Regions from separate parts of the Mus musculus genome. Here region 1 is linked to region 2. A link is a contact called in public ChIA-PET data. All regions are on one chromosome and are shown on one strand. Each heading gives the region's core, a stretch centred on a gene start, on an enhancer-like site or on the middle of the called end of the contact. The rest is flanking DNA. Distances are from core to core; before and after follow the strand shown. Region 1 overlaps Efcab11 (EF-hand calcium binding domain 11). Region 2 has its middle 18 kb from the start of Foxn3.

What was found. ChIA-PET counts read pairs in DNA pulled down with a chosen protein or histone mark.
Region 1: a contact with region 2 is called in an RNA polymerase II ChIA-PET map of memory CD8 T cells, with 5 read pairs. The contact joins two enhancer-like sites. A contact is called at or near these places in 1 of 115 datasets of contacts at active chromatin or transcription factors (memory CD8 T cells) and 3 of 9 other capture datasets (adipose tissue, liver and pancreatic islet).

The regions. Positions count from the first base shown.
Region 1 is chr12:99,793,437-99,797,416 of GRCm38.p6, forward strand. All of the region lies in intron 5 of Efcab11 (EF-hand calcium binding domain 11), which reads right to left. Among named protein-coding and RNA genes, the nearest start is that of Efcab11, 88 kb to the right of the region's middle. Within about 2 kb of position 1,890, at least 84 of the 459 cell types and tissues checked have an H3K27ac peak or open chromatin away from gene starts, as enhancers often do. A contact at or near this core is called in adipose tissue and memory CD8 T cells, where this site is marked.
Region 2 is chr12:99,465,749-99,469,586 of GRCm38.p6, forward strand. It overlaps a transcript of Foxn3 not described here. Among named protein-coding and RNA genes, the nearest start is that of Foxn3, 18 kb to the left of the region's middle. Within about 2 kb of position 2,468, at least 149 of the 459 cell types and tissues checked have an H3K27ac peak or open chromatin away from gene starts, as enhancers often do. A contact at or near this core is called in adipose tissue and memory CD8 T cells, where this site is marked.

The sequences.
Region 1 (3,980 bases), core at 640-3,139, 330 kb after region 2:
TTTATCTCCCCAGGCTGTATGTATAAACACACCTAACTTTGAGAAGAAATCCTACGAATACTTACTGCCTGGCTCATAAGCAACAAAGGAGGCTCATGAAACCTAGCTCCCTAGCATGCTATGCTTAAAGGGATTAATTTTAAAAATAGCAAGGCTATTTAAAATTCTTTCTCGAACATGGAAACAACAGTCCTATTTACAGAGCCTGTCAGAGGAGTGGGAGGGTCATGTTGGTCCTCCCTCCCCCAACAGATTGGTGTTGTCTAGCCCCGACCTGAGGCTCCTAGGCTCAGGCAGTTAGAGGTTTTGAGGGAATCTTCCTGCCTCCGATTTTTAAGCAAGAGCAATAATTTTCCCCTGTAACAATAGTTTGAAATTTAATTAACAGTTGTAAAAGACAAAGGCCTACTATGAGATGGAACTTTAAAAAACACTGAAAGGTGTCTGAGGGGGAAGGAAGACTTCCTGCTGTGTGGGAGGCTCTGGACAGAGCCGCCCCTGCTTCATGGTACCCTACAGTTTGCACCGTTTGCACCGTTTCCTCCCAACTGGTCAGTTTACTCATGGTACTAATGTACTGACCTCCCCTCTCCATTACCCTGTAATTCAGACCCTTCCTTTAAGTCCATCATATCCTCTGCATTACTAACACACCGACCTCCCCTGGATATTATCCTGCAATTTATACCTTTTCCCCTGGCTCCCTCGGATTTCCCGTGTCACTACTAATGTACCAGTGCCCACAATCTGTACACCTTTCTGACAATCTGCACTCATTTTTTTTTCTTCCTTCAGAGAAGCTGGGGAAGGGTTGCACTGCTACTCTGTGTCTAGTGTCAGAGCTTGCAGAGACTGTGCGACTCTGTGTCTGGCATGAGAGCACAGAGACTGTGAGCTCTGGATGTATGGTGTGTAGGAGGCTGTGGAGGGCTGTGCACACAGTGCTTGGTGGAGAAAGGTGGAGAAGCACTCAAACTGGACGGAACGGGCTCTGCTGAGGATGGCTACTCTTTTTTTTTTTAATCTATGTATTGTGTGCACGTGTGCATGTGTGTGTGTGTGTGTGGGGGGCTGTGTGCCTTTGTGGGACACAGGGACTAAACTAGTGTTTTAAGGAGGGAACTGGATACAAACACATCCAGAGGGAAGAACACACGAAGACACAGAGGACACAGTCATCATCGACGAGGCAGGGGGAGTAGCTTCAGTGGAGTGACCCTACTGACACTTCATCTCAGACCTAGCCTGCAGGACCCCGAGAAAATAAATTCTGGTGTTCAAAACATCCAGCCCATGATCTTTTGTGACAGCAGACAATATATCACGGATCAGAGATAGTGGGGTGGAAAGAAACGGGGATAGATAGATGGCAGATTTAGATACAGCTTGGTGACCAGTGGTCAAGAAAAGAAATTAGCTTTTAAAGGTTCCCACGACGGATAAGTGGTAGATGGTGACATCATGAATGTTGTAGAAGAAAGGGTGAGCAGGTCTGAGGTATTCAGAGCATTTGGGACAGAAGACAGAATGTCCCCTTCAGCAGGGACAGAAGACAGAATGTCCCCCTTCAGCTGGGACAGAAGACAGAATGTCCCCCTTCAGCAGGGACAGAAGACAGAATGTACCCTTTCATCAGGGACTGAAGACAGCCTAGACTGCAGGGCTTCCTGTTCCTGTCCTCAGCTCTCGCCTCCCTGTAGGCACAGACAACCTGTGCTATCATTTCTAGTTTTAAGTGAATCCTAGGGATTTGAACTCAGTTCCTTACACTCACACAGCCAATGCTTTACCACTAAAACATCTCCCTAGCCCAGTAAAACATTTAAGCCCAAAACTTCAGCATGGAGAGTCTGGCTATGACTACTTTGGCTGAACTGTGTCTATGTTGGTCACTGCTCTACATCTCTTCTCTATTGCTGCAGGATGTGGCTTGCTTACCAAAACACGGGAGCTCTACGATTTCAAGACAATTACCAAGAAAAATTCTATTTTGCAGACAGAGCATACAAAGATGGCTCTGAGGAATGTTTAAGACAGTAATCCTTTTATTAGAGGAAGCCTGTGGTGGCTGTGGAATGTGGGGTTCATACCGCTTTCAGTTTTTACAAGGTCAAAGCCAAGTTTGTACATTGGAAACACGTCTTATCTTAACTGCTGCATATGGGATGAATTAATTGACTTATTTTTAAATGCATCCACTGGCCTTTAGAAGCTTTTATTTATATAAAGGTACTTTTGAACTTTACAAGCAGGTTGGATTCTAACCACTGTCCAAATATTTAAAGCATTAGATATAGGCAAAGCAACAATTCCTGTCCAAGATATAGGATGAAAATCATTGCCAAATGCCATCCTAAACTATCTTTAGGAATTTCCACTTATTTTTCATATATTATATTAACATACATGTGTATTTAAAACATTAAATCACACAAATATAAAACATATTTCTACTGTATTTATGAAAGAACATGAAGTGTATTTTAAATGGCAATCAATATCTTTACAGTGGCCAGTTATTTTAATGAGTCTAACTTTTAAAGGAACTTGCCTAGGTGACAATAATGAATGTCATTGTTCACCCAAGGTTTCAGTTCATTTTCTGTCATGGCTTTTCTCATTTTAACCTTGTAGCAGATTACATCACAGGCATGCGTCTCTTCCTCCTTTGTCTTCTGCACTTCCCTTTATTTTATTTTATTTTTTGATGTTGTTGCTAAGCAATGTGCATAACATTGAGATGTGCATTCTTCGTCTTTGAACACTGTCTACTGGGCATTATTTCTTTCTTCTACTTTGCCCAGATTTGAACTAACCTAGACTGTCATTTCTGGTTTCTTTTGATCCTGTTTTGGCTAACACATACTATCCCATCATTTGGTCCTTTGATGAGCAGCTATTGTATTTAACCCAGATTTTCTGTTCCTTACTGCTTTTGTTAAGCTCTGGTGGACAGACTCGTATCACATGGCTACTTTCTCTTTGGCCTCTTTTTTGTGTCTTCATTCAATTTTATCTAAATAATTAGAAAGAAACCCCTCACCACAACCTTGGGCTGCTTGCTATTAATTTCCTTGCTGACCCAGATGTTGACTCCTTCCAGAACCACATCCCAGGGATAACTTTCTCTAACACCTCTCATGTATGTAGTGACACCAACTACAGCATAATCCTACAAAATAATATTCTTTATTCAATTTAAATGCTTCAGTGAGCTACATTGTATTTTTCACTATGTCACAATGCATTTGATTTGTTAAGCTATGATAAGTTACCCCAAAATACCCTTAAGCCACAAGACAGAACTCCAACAGCTCAATGGTTCACAAACATAGGTTGTTGTTTTCTTTTATATGTGCCCAAATAAATACTTTTAAAGAACATTGAGCTTTAGAACACTGGGATATTGTCAAAGCAAATTAAATTGTAAGCTAACTTACACAACAGGGTACACACAGACTTGTGTTTCCATTCTCACCAGTGGAGACAGAGATGTCTAGGAAGGGAGTGGGCAGAGTTAAGCTTTAGGATCTGACAGTTCCTATCACTCTGCAATAGCCTTCGAAGGTCCTGGGTTTTCTAGTTATACAGAGAGAAAGTGGTGCTTCCTTTCCTCTTACAACACAAGAGGTTACAGACTTACAGAAAACTCCAGGCAAGATTCACTCTGTCCAAACTCTAAAGCCACGTTGTCCTATGAATAATGTCAGATATGTTCATAGCTGCCAGTGCTAATAGCAGTATTTCCTCTTCTCTGATTTAGACAAAGTTTAACTCAATATAAATATATTTAATGCTTTCATTTATTTTTAATGTTGCATGTAAGCCTTTCTTATTACAGGATTCTGCTGTTCCAAATATTCCTGCATCCTTCATTCCTGTTTGAAACCTGAATACCTGTGTAATGGTGACAGAATCAGAAGACAGGATTCCTGCAGGCCGTCCCTGTGACAGCATTGGTGGCTGCATACCATATGAGC
Region 2 (3,838 bases), core at 1,218-3,717:
TTGGGATAGCATTGGAAATGTAAATGAAATAAATACCTAATTAAAAAAAAATAAAATAAAGGCAAACCTTAAAAAGCATCAGAGGTGAACACAGGAACATGTTAGGGTCCGAGGAGGCTGGAGAGCAGCTATACGGTGCTCTGCGTTAGAAGGGCTGCCTTTTAAGACATAGCGAACTTTTACATTATTCTCAGCTGCCCTAATGCAACTCAGTGCTGTCCTCAAAATGTGTTCCATCGACTGGGAACACATCCTGCTAAGAACTGTCAGAAACGAGTGCCCCTGATTTCTTAACAGGCCTCTGTCTCCAGTGGTACCCAAGACCACTGCATTTTACAATAGGCAATGACTTAGATACAAAGACAGTGAGTGTATCAATAATATGAAAAGGCATGATCTATGGAGAGGGGCTCCGAGGAGTGTAGCGCCTCATGAGAGAGCATCCCAAGGTCTAAAAAGCCCTCTGAGCTACCAGTGACCGGAGGAGACCCTCGCCTGGTCCAGCTTGCCGTCAAGGTTACATTTACGGGGTGGTGTCTGTGCTAGCCATGATCATTCTAAATAGACACGTTCAGGCTCACTTCCTCTGAACCTCAGGAAAACTCATCTGATAAAAGCCTCCTTTTATTCCTCCTAAAATGCTCAGCAATCTACCCAGCATGATGGTTGGTCTTCATTGTCAGTTTGACGGGATTTAGGATCACCATGGAAACACACATCTGGATACATAGCTATGAGGGCATCTTTAGAAAGGTTTAACTGAAAAAAAGGATCACCTATCCTGAATGAGGGAGGTACCACCCTGTGGGCTAGGGTCCCAGATGTCACCAAAACTGGGGTCTCAGAGTGAATAGGAAGGAGCGAGCAGATGGAGCAGCAGCATCCGTCACTGTTTGCTGACTGTGGATGCGATATGACCAGCTGCCTCACATTCCTGCTGCCACAAGAAGACCTGTGCCTGCTGTCCTGCCTCCCCAGAATAATGGACTGTATCCTCAAATCCTTAAGTTACTTTCCCGAGGCATCCTGTCAAGGAACAAGAACAGCCATCAATACAGCCAGCAAGAAACAAAAGCAGAAAGAGCACCCGCAAATTAAGCTCAACCCCCAGCAACAAGAAAATGGAGTTACAGCCAGGTTATGGTGGTGCAGGCCTTTAATCCCAGCAATCAGGAGGCAGAGGCAGTTGGATGTCTGTGAGTTCGAGGGCAGCCTGGCCTACAGTAGAGTGAGTTCTAGGACAGCCAGGGCTACATAAAGAAATCCTGTCTCAAATCCCTCCGAAAAGAAGGAAGGAAGGAAGGAAGGAAGGAAGGAAGGAAGGAAGGAAGGAAGGAAGGAAGACAGCAAATGGAGTTGTACTTCTAGACCTAAATTTGAGGAGGCTGAGGGGGCGTGACAGGTCCAGCCGTGGTCTGCCGTACTGAAAATTAGCTAAGAACCCCTCAGTGACATTATTTATTCAACAATATCAAAATGTAAATGAACCACTATGCTAAAAAAAAAAAAAGATAGAAAAAAGAGAAAGAAATCCATACAGCTGGTTTCTATATGAATGCAGAAACACCATTTCTTTAAAAAAAAATATGAACGATTTCTTCATCTCTCACATTCAGTTAGTATACAGTTGGCATTTTCAAAATGCAAACCTGATGTGGCTTTGGAATTCATTGAAGCACATTGGAAGACATCTGAGTGGAGGGGTTGGGGGGTGCGGCAGGGATTCTAGCCATATGCTGCTGGTGCATGGATTTGAATATTTGAAAGGTAATCTAGAAAAGAGAATGCTTCCAGCTCTCCTTACCAACAACAGTCATTCGTAGCAACCACACGTTTTATAGATCGAACCACTTGCCCATGTGTGAGACAATTACACGAGGACGTCAGGGGCTAGCCTCCCAGGGCAGCCTGGCTAGTTCAAGTGTGATTCTCGATAGGCTACTGGACATAGAGCCCAGCAGTCCTCTGCGTCACTGCTAAGGGAGGGATGATGGCTCTGGCCACATTGAGTGTATTCACAAAGAGATTTCCTAAAAAAAAAAAAAAAAAAATGCTCAAGTTTGGTGACCATGGATGAAAAGCTGCGGGGCCTCGCAATGGCTGCCTCCAAACCCGACCAGCAATGCTGTGAAATCAATCATCTCTCCTATCACGCTCATCGGATCCGCTGCTTGCACCCTTCTGTTTATCTGAGCAGCCACAAAGGAAATGGGCAAAAGCCAAGCCCACGGGCAGGGACTCTCCCTCTGGCTCTGATGGTGGTGTGCACCCAGAGAGGGATGGGAGGGACCCCTGTAACAGAACTGGGAAGGAGCCCTGTCAGAGCTCCTCAGCCCTGCCCATCTGTCCCTGGGCCAGGCCTCTAACTGGGTCATTCCGTCAGAGACCACACAAAAGACTGTGTGGTCGTGTGCACGGCTAATCCACTTCCGTGCTTGCAGAGGGCACTAACTCACATAAGAACAAACTCCATCGCCTCGCGCTTGGCTCGCTCACCAAGCCACATGTCTGAGACCCAAACCACCGCAAGTACAGGCTGGCGACGTCACCACAAAAAGAGTCCAAAAACCGAGTACTTTGTTTTCCATGCTTGGGAGGGCGGGGGCGGGGGAGGAAGTGAATGTGGACTTGTGACAGAGCTGAGAAACCTGACCACAACATTGGTGAGGAGGGGCTTTGGTTTTGGATCTGACCTGGCCACGGTTCTCAGTGGGCAAACACCTCCATTAGCTCAGCGAACAGGGGAATGCGCTCATCCCTGAAGGACAGGAAGAGAATAATTCCAGAACCGTGGCTCCAGGAGAGAAGGCTGGCACCTCTGCTTCAGCCCTGTCTAGCCACCACCATTATTCTACTCCTCCCCTTGACCCCATCCTCCATCTGAAACAAACTAGAACCTCAGGTCTGGAGGGAGTCTGGGAGCTGAGGCTTCACAGACATCCTCTCTTTGGCATGGCATGTCCCTAAGATGACACGTGAGAATCTACTCCTCCTACCAAGCACACGTCTTCTCACAGCATCTGTAGCCAGGGACCCCTCTCCTCTGACCCCAATTAATTCAACTCTGACCCAGAGCCCCTCTCTTGGATCCAGCACCCAAAGCTCTCCAAGAGCTCCTGAGGCAGACAAATGAACCCGTGGTCAAGCACGCACATCATCGCCAGGATAGCAGCATCTGAGATCTGGGATGACCTCCATCTCAGGCAGTGAATTACAACAGGTGTGGGGAGGTGTGTGATACATGAATTACCTCCTGATGGGGTTGTAATAGCCAGATCTTTTCTCTGCAGCCTAACAAAGTATGGCCAACAGTGTTACTGTTCTGATGGTAGTATTTGCTTGACTCTAGCCCACCTCACCAACTACTGTCCCTAACCCATCTGCCTTGAGCGGCATGGGCAGCGACTGATACCGCAGCCAGTGAGGAGACTCCAGAAAGTCACCCTCAAAGCACAGTGGTGAGGGTCTGAAGCACACTAGACCATAGCCACCTCATGTGGAATTCCAGGGTGGTAACGTAAGGAGCTGCCGGGCAGGGGAAAGAATGATCAAGTTGCCCCATGGATAGAAAGTAACAGTGACAAATGAGGACTGCCTTCTGTGACAGTCCTTAGCAAGCCAGGAAACACTGGAGAAATTTGAGAATTTGACATCTAAAAACCAAGACCCAATAATCATTCAAGAGTGGAGCGAAGGCTTGGCCGAACTGTTCTTTCTATCGGATTATAAACCACACATCACCCTGTCTTAACTTTACTGTAAGGGGATACTCTAAACACAGTCTGAAAGATACGGACTCTAACTTTATTAGGTCATGCTGCTGATATACACATATAAA